Regions from separate parts of the Sus scrofa genome. Here region 1 is linked to region 2. A link is a contact called in public Hi-C data. All regions are on one chromosome and are shown on one strand. The core of a region is the stretch at or near the end of the contact, and the rest is flanking DNA. Distances in the headings are between cores, read along the strand shown.

Region 1 (3,513 bases), core at 675-3,174, 460 kb before region 2:
ACCATCTCACCCTGTGCCTTTTACAGAACTTATGACATTTTGTAATATTTTGTAATTATGATTGTTTCCTAGGTTATGATTTGCCTCTCCCAGTAAACTGTGAGCCTGACAAAGTCTTTTGGATCTTGCCTGCTGGTTCGCTGCTTTGTCCCAGTGTGGTGTCTTGGTGAGCAGACAGACTAGGATCTGTAACAAAGAGACCCCCAAATGCTCAGCGCAAATAATATGATTTGTTTCTCTCAAAGGTACTAGTGTGGGTGGTGATCCAGGCTGGCATTGTGCTTTGAGGGTGTTCTCAAGACCCGGGGCTCCCCAGACAACCTCCCTCCTCAGCCACACAGGCCACAACCTAAAAAACTCTCTTACCCAGAGCAATCTCACTCTTTTTGGCCTCAGGGCCTGGATCTAGTCTGCCCCAGATCTTTGTTCTCTCAACAAGAAGTTCATCCATGTGGCTTCCCCAACCACAGAGCAAGCTCCCTGAGATGAATTCAGTCACTCTCAGGGAATACAAGGCCACTGTGTGCAATTTCTCCCTTGTTGCTATTATTCAATATTAACTTTTTCTTTCTGTGGCTATAGTTTATCTATTCACATTCCTGACCTTTGGGCAAATGACTTCATTCTGTGCCCCAGTTTCCTCATCGGTAAAATGGGGATAACCAGTTTCTCAGGGTTGCAGTAAGGATCAAATGAGCACAAAGCTTTTAGAATTGAACCTAGCACACACTACATGTTGTTTAAATAATAATCAGCATGATCATCTCTTTTGATTCTCTCAACTTCCCCACGGGGTGAAGGGGTAGCCATGACTTCGTTTTCAGACACAAAATTAAGGGTCAGAAAGCCAAAGCCAGTGGCTTAAGGCCACAGCAAGGGCGGGAGTCTGGTTTTAACCCAGACCTCAACCTCAGTTACCTCCTGATGAAAGTGGGGTGATGATGGTACCCTCTGGAGGTATTAGGTTGTGAGAATCTAGTATCATCATGTAATCAAGGGACGGGCACGTGGAGGGCACTGTTCAAATGCCTGGGCCCTTTCCTTACAGTGCTGCACCCTGTCACACCGACGCTCTCACGGAGCCACTAGGGATCCCAGCTGCCCTGCTCCGGGCAGCCCTGGGGTCAGCTGCTTCTGTTTGATGGGCGGGGCAGCTGGGCCAACAGAGAAGCCCGTTGTCTCTGTCCTCTGGGGCTCAATTGTTGGCGCTCCTACCAGTGTCCACCCCCAAGACACTCTCAGCTGTCAGCGGGGCTTGTCTTGGCTTCCCGAGGTGGGGGAGGGGGGGTGTGCAGATAAACAACTGTACTCTGAAGACTGGATCACCAGCCTGGTTCTACCGATAAGGACACTGAGGCTTAGGGAGCCTAAGTGACTACGTGGGGAGCGAGCGCTTGTCGCTTGTCAGAACTACCAAGGATGGGGCTGGGGAGTTGCGAGGGGATGTTCCTCAAGTCAGAGAGGTCGTGGATCTCATTAAGTCAGAGATGTCAGGGCCAGAACACACGGCCCCCACGCTCCCATTTTACTCGTGGAAACAGAGACCCCAGAGCGCAGACGCTTGACCAAGGTCACACAGCTCTGCTAGGAAGCCTGGCATTTCTATCTCTTAGGATCTTCCAGCTTTCACACAGCGCAGAAAGGACGAGCGGCCCAAGGCGGGGCATAACGTGGCCCCTCCCCAGGGCCGGGACCATGCTTTCCATTCCAACTGTGACGAGCTGCCCTCCCCCTAAGGGGCGTGGCTTATGAGCCAGGCGCGATCCCACTGGATATTTGTCCCCGGAAGGCGGAATTTCGCGCTTGATGGGAGTTGGGGGCGTGGCTGTTTCCCCCCAAGAGCTCCGCGCGGGACTCCAGCCCTCTGTGACGCAGCGCGGGTGGGGGCGGGGCGGAGCCAAGCCTTCGGAGCACCGCCCCTAGCGGAGGCGGCCGAGGCCGGGGGCGTGTCCTGGGCGGGGCGGCCCCGGCGGCCCCGCCCCGCCCGGTTGAGGAGCAGTGGCCGCGCAGGGAGGGCCAGGTCCCGGGATGTGAGTGTGGCGGGGGTGGGGTCGCGGGGTGGGGCGCTGGGCCAAGCCCTGAGGGTTCCCAAGGGTTCCTCTGGGTGGGAGTACCAATGCGCAGGCGGCTGGGAGAGCCCGCCAAGTCGGGCCCAGGTATGGAGGGCTACCGCTCGGGCCGCGTGTGCTCAGGCCGGCCCCGCATGTAGGGCCAGCCCCGCGCCACTAATCTGCGGCCTCTGGAACCGGCGCCGGCCCGCGACGCGCGCGGGTCTGACGTCTGCCCTCGGGCTCCACTGGCTGTGCGGAGGCCCCCGCAGTGGCAGCAGGGTTTCTTTTCCCTGTGTCGCAGCGGCCGGGGAGGTGTGTGTCTGGTGGGGGTGAGCTGCGCGGCGGGGCCGAAGTGACCCCCATTCCTAGCTCTGGGTTGGGCCGCAGCCAGCGGGAGCCGCGACCTGCTGTTTCTTGGAACTGCCACCACCAGCTCTCAGATATAGGGCGCTTTCTGTGCTCGGTCGTTAGACGCATTATCTCAAGCCTCCCTACAGCCACACATTTTACAGTTGAGGAAAGCGAGGCCTAAAGCCACACAGCTGTTGGCTGTTTTGTTATCGTGTAGAGGTGAGGCTCTGAGGCCTTATAGCCAGACACACCTGGGTGCACATCCGCTGCTCCACAGGCCCTGTGTGATCTTGGACACACCTGGTCCCCTCTCCCGCCTCTGCTGGGATGGTGGTGCCTACATACTACAGGGGCGGCTGCGAGGACTGGGCTGGAGAGTGCGCAAGCTCAGGGAGGAGCTCTATTATTATTGTTGCTGCTGTTGCTAAGTGGCCCTTTTTCTGCCGCTGAGGGAGCTGCGGGACTGGATCAGGACTGTCTGTTCAATCAGAGCCTGCTGGTGCAGAAGGGGAGGCAGTTTCCCACACTGAGATTGTCCCTGTCTGTGTGTGTCTGTCTCTCTGCTCATGGAAGGCCACACACAACCCAGCTGTACCAGCATGTGCCGGAGACGCGCTGGCCCATTGTGTACTCACCGCGCTACAACATAACCTTCATGGGCCTGGAAAAGCTGCACCCCTTTGATGCAGGAAAATGGGGCAAAGTGATCAGCTTCCTCAAAGGTATGGAAGGCCCCACTTGCACCCTGCATCTGCTTCCTCCAACCCACCTGCCACCCCCCCACCCCCCGCCGTCTTTCCCAAACACCGGCTTCCAAGCCTCCCACCTGCAATGTCAGCCCTCAGGCTGCCTCCCACCTGTGCTGTCAAAAGGATGTTTCCAACACCAATTTCTAAGCAGGCTATGCCCCTGTATCACACCTGCACTGGCTCCCTATGGCTGGGGGCCTGAAGCCAGTCTCTGCCCCTGGAGGCCCAGTAGCGGGAAAGCTGTTTACCATGGGCCCAGGGAAGCTGCCATTTGGAGGAATGCACTGTCAGTAACCCACAGGCTCCTAGAGTCCAGGAGGTGGACCACCTTTGCTCTGACCCCACTGATTACAAGTGGAGAA
Region 2 (3,250 bases), core at 286-2,785:
TAGATAAACACCTGCCTTGGACTTCCAGAAATCCTCAGGGACAAGGAGGGTCTGTTTATCTGCATGGCCTCATTAAGCCCACAAGGCTCAAAAAAAAAAATTGCTAAATGATGAAGTAAAGTAGACTCAGAAGGCAATAAAAAACAAGAGACCTACTCTCTAACAAAGCGGTGAGGGCAGAGGACTTTTGCTCAAGGCAGAGTTAAATATCAATCAATTAAAATAGCACTCATTAGAGACATCGTGAGTATTATGACTTTATGACCCAGGGAAGGAGGGTTCTGGAAGCAGAATGGGGTACTGGGGGAAAGGCCTAGCATTTTAGATTGAGCTGTTTTCCTACCTAAGCATGACCTTGGGTAGATCACCTCCATCTCTGGGCTTAAGGGTCCCTCAATGACCTGAGGGAGCTAGACTATTCATTAAAGAATTTCAGGGAGAGTTCCAGCTCTCTCTGGAGCTTTAAAGTCTCAGGTGTTCACCATCACCCTCACCTGGCACTAAAAAGGTGCTTCATGAATATGTGGAGAAGGAAGGAAGGCCTACTTCTCATTTTACAAGACTGAACACTGGGCCTTGGAGGGGCTGGGTGACAGCTCAGGGACAAAGAGCCAGTTAGCGGTTGTGCGCGGAGGCCCTCGAACCCCTGGCCTGGAGACTTCTGGGGTTCCAGGAGAGGTAACAAGGAGAGAGACCATAGACAGAAACCTATTTAGTTTTGTTTTTTTGGGGGGTTGTCTTCCCAACGGAAGGCTCCCTGGAATCCACTGGTCACCAGGCTGGGCAGCTCTGGAATCAGACCGCGGGGGTCCAACCCCAGCTTCCGGACTTGCCGGCATCATGGCATTAGCCTAGTCACCTCTGGGTCGCTGTTTACTCTCGGGAAATGAACAGGGCCTGGCTTAGGGCGCACCAGCGCCTGACCGGTCCCCTCGGGCGGTACTCCACGCCGCAGCACAGAGCACGCCGAGGGCGACTTTCCAGGACTGTTGACGGGCGGCGCAAACCGGAACACGTGGTGTGGGTAAGCGCCATAGTAACAATTAATACCTATAAACTCTCCGTTAGGAGCCAGCGGCAGCGCGCTCGCACTCCTCCGACCCCCAGGCCTAATTTAAGAGCTCTCTCACGTGGTGGTCCCTCAGACGTCCGGGTTCGAGCCTCACGGTGACCTTGGACCGCCTCGCTTCTCCCCGCTGCCCATCTGTAAAGCGGGGATGGAGACCCGACGCAAGGGTCCGAGGACTATCTTCCGCACCAGTGGTGGGGCGCGGGGGCCGCACAATCCGCCTGTTCCCTGCAGGCCCTCGTAGGCCGTCTCTAGGTACCCCGCCCTCCTACCTTCCTGCCGGCAGTAGGCCATAGTGCAGCCCGGCGCTCCAACCTCGCGGTGATCGCGGTGGCTGCCTCACGCCGTGACCTCTCCCCGGCGAGGCGGGCGGCTGGGAGGCCCGTGCGGACCCGCCCCCTCCAGGCCTGCCCTCCGCGCGCCTGCCTCGGAGCTCCTAGCCCGGCCTTCTCAACCGGGAACTACATTTCCCAGCAGGCCGCGCGCCGCCGAGCAACTCCCTAGACAGAAGGAACTGCAATTCCCAGAATGACCTGCAATGCGCAGGTGCACCAGTGAGGTACCGGGTAGGTTGCAACTTCCGGAGAGGGCACCAGACTACGTTTCCCAGGAGGAGGCGCGGCGGGCGAGAGCAGAAAAACCGCGGCTTGCGGGGCGTTGCTCTGTAGCGCATCCTAGGGCTCCGGGCTTCCCGCGCCTTTTGGCCGCCATCTGGCTGTCGAGAGGTGGCGGGATTCCGTGGTGCAGCCGTAAGTCCGTTTTCTTGCTGAGCCGAGTGAGGCGGGCGGTGACCGGATCCTGCCATGGCTGCGAACGTGAGTGTCCCCGGCTTCGCCGGCCACACCCAGGCTGCCTCGTCCACTCTCCCGGCCGCCCGCCGTAGCCCCTTGTGCGGCTAACCGCCTCCGTGCAGCCGGCCCTTCCTCCCTCTCGCTCCCGGGTCCGCTCCTTCCGGCAGGGCAGCCAGGTCGTCCGTACGTGCGGTCAGCACCCGGTGGTCCACGTCCTCCTCGGGGGCGCGTGGTGGTAGAGACGCAACCTCTGGAGGTGTGGCTCTGTCTCCGGGTCCGCTTATGTGCGGCGCCTCCGCGCAGCTCCTTCTTTCCTTCTCGGTTCCCGCCTGCGCCTTTGGGATTCTCACATTTGCGGACTTGAGAGTTGGACGGGACTTCAGACAGGAGTCCCCCATGGGGTGTGTGGGGAGGCAGATATCGCCCTGGTGAAGCTGTCCAGAAACGCACTGTCCTAGCAGGCACTGAGGTCCCCGCTCCAGGGAGTATGTAAACCAAGGCTCTGATGTTGTGCAGAGGGGCAGACTAGTTTGGAGCAGAGGAGTTAGCATGACTGGGAGAGGGAGCATTTCCCTACTGCTGGCCCCTCGTCTTCCTGGCTTTGGCTTGGTTGGAAAGGCCCTGGCTGAGGGCGGTGCCCTTGGAAAGGCAGCTGCTTTTCTCCCTGCTTTTCTGAGGAACCTTTCTATTTAAGCCCCACATTCATTCAACAAACCGAGGGGCACCTGCCAACAGGGTGCTGGGTGTGGGAGAAGCTGGTGACTCATGTTCCTGTCTTCTGCAAAAGTGCCTCTGGTGCCAGCTCGGAGCCCAGCCAGCTGAGGCACTCCCTCCCTCCTGCTTTGGTGGCATGTCCTAACCACTCTCTCTCTTGGCCTTTCACACCCTCTTAACAGGCCCTTCCTCTGTCCCCAAGGTCCTCTCTGCCTTCCACACCCCCTGAGAAGCCAGGGTTTGCCTCACCCACAGCCCCAGCACACTTTGCCTGAGTTTGCATTGTCTGGGAGGCCAAGAAGCCTTTGAAAAAGCACCTAGAAAAGCCTCAGAGGTGGTCCGGGAGACCCAGGGTCTTCCCTCGGCAGAGCGCAGTCAGGAGACCGCCAGCCCCCCCTCCATAATGACCACTTTACAGATAGGGAACTTTCCCAGCAGAGAAAGGCCCTGCCCAGGGTTGCAGAGCCAGCCTGGCAGGCTACATCTTGGGTGAGCGTAGCAGGCTTTGGAGTCGGGCTGACAAGTGGTCTTAATCTCTTGAGGTTTATGTTTCCTCATAGGATCAGTTAACCTGAAATTTAAAGGAAAACCATGCTTAACACACTTAATGCACTATAGGTTCGTACTTAATACATTAAAAAAAAAAAAAAAAAGTAGAGTTTATCCGCACAGTCCT

What was found. Hi-C and Micro-C count contacts between places; a contact is called where the count stands out from the background.
Region 1: a Hi-C map of liver shows a contact between it and region 2, with 3 times the contacts expected there. The contact joins the promoter of HDAC11 here to the promoter of CHCHD4 in region 2. A contact is called at or near these places in 2 of 47 Hi-C or Micro-C datasets (heart right ventricle and liver) and 1 of 2 datasets of contacts at active chromatin or transcription factors (alveolar macrophages).

The regions. Positions count from the first base shown.
Region 1 is chr13:70,878,274-70,881,786 of Sscrofa11.1, reverse strand. HDAC11 (histone deacetylase 11) reads left to right here and starts at 1,924. Exons shown (of 10, transcript XM_021069384.1): 1 at 1,924-2,030; 2 at 2,976-3,124. The coding sequence starts at 2,029.
Region 2 is chr13:70,415,611-70,418,860 of Sscrofa11.1, reverse strand. CHCHD4 (coiled-coil-helix-coiled-coil-helix domain containing 4) reads right to left here and starts at 1,535. Exons shown (of 3, transcript NM_001243499.1): 1 at 1,342-1,535. The coding sequence starts at 1,363. It overlaps TMEM43 (transmembrane protein 43), which reads left to right and starts at 1,648. Exons shown (of 12, transcript XM_021069380.1): 1 at 1,648-1,884. The coding sequence starts at 1,873.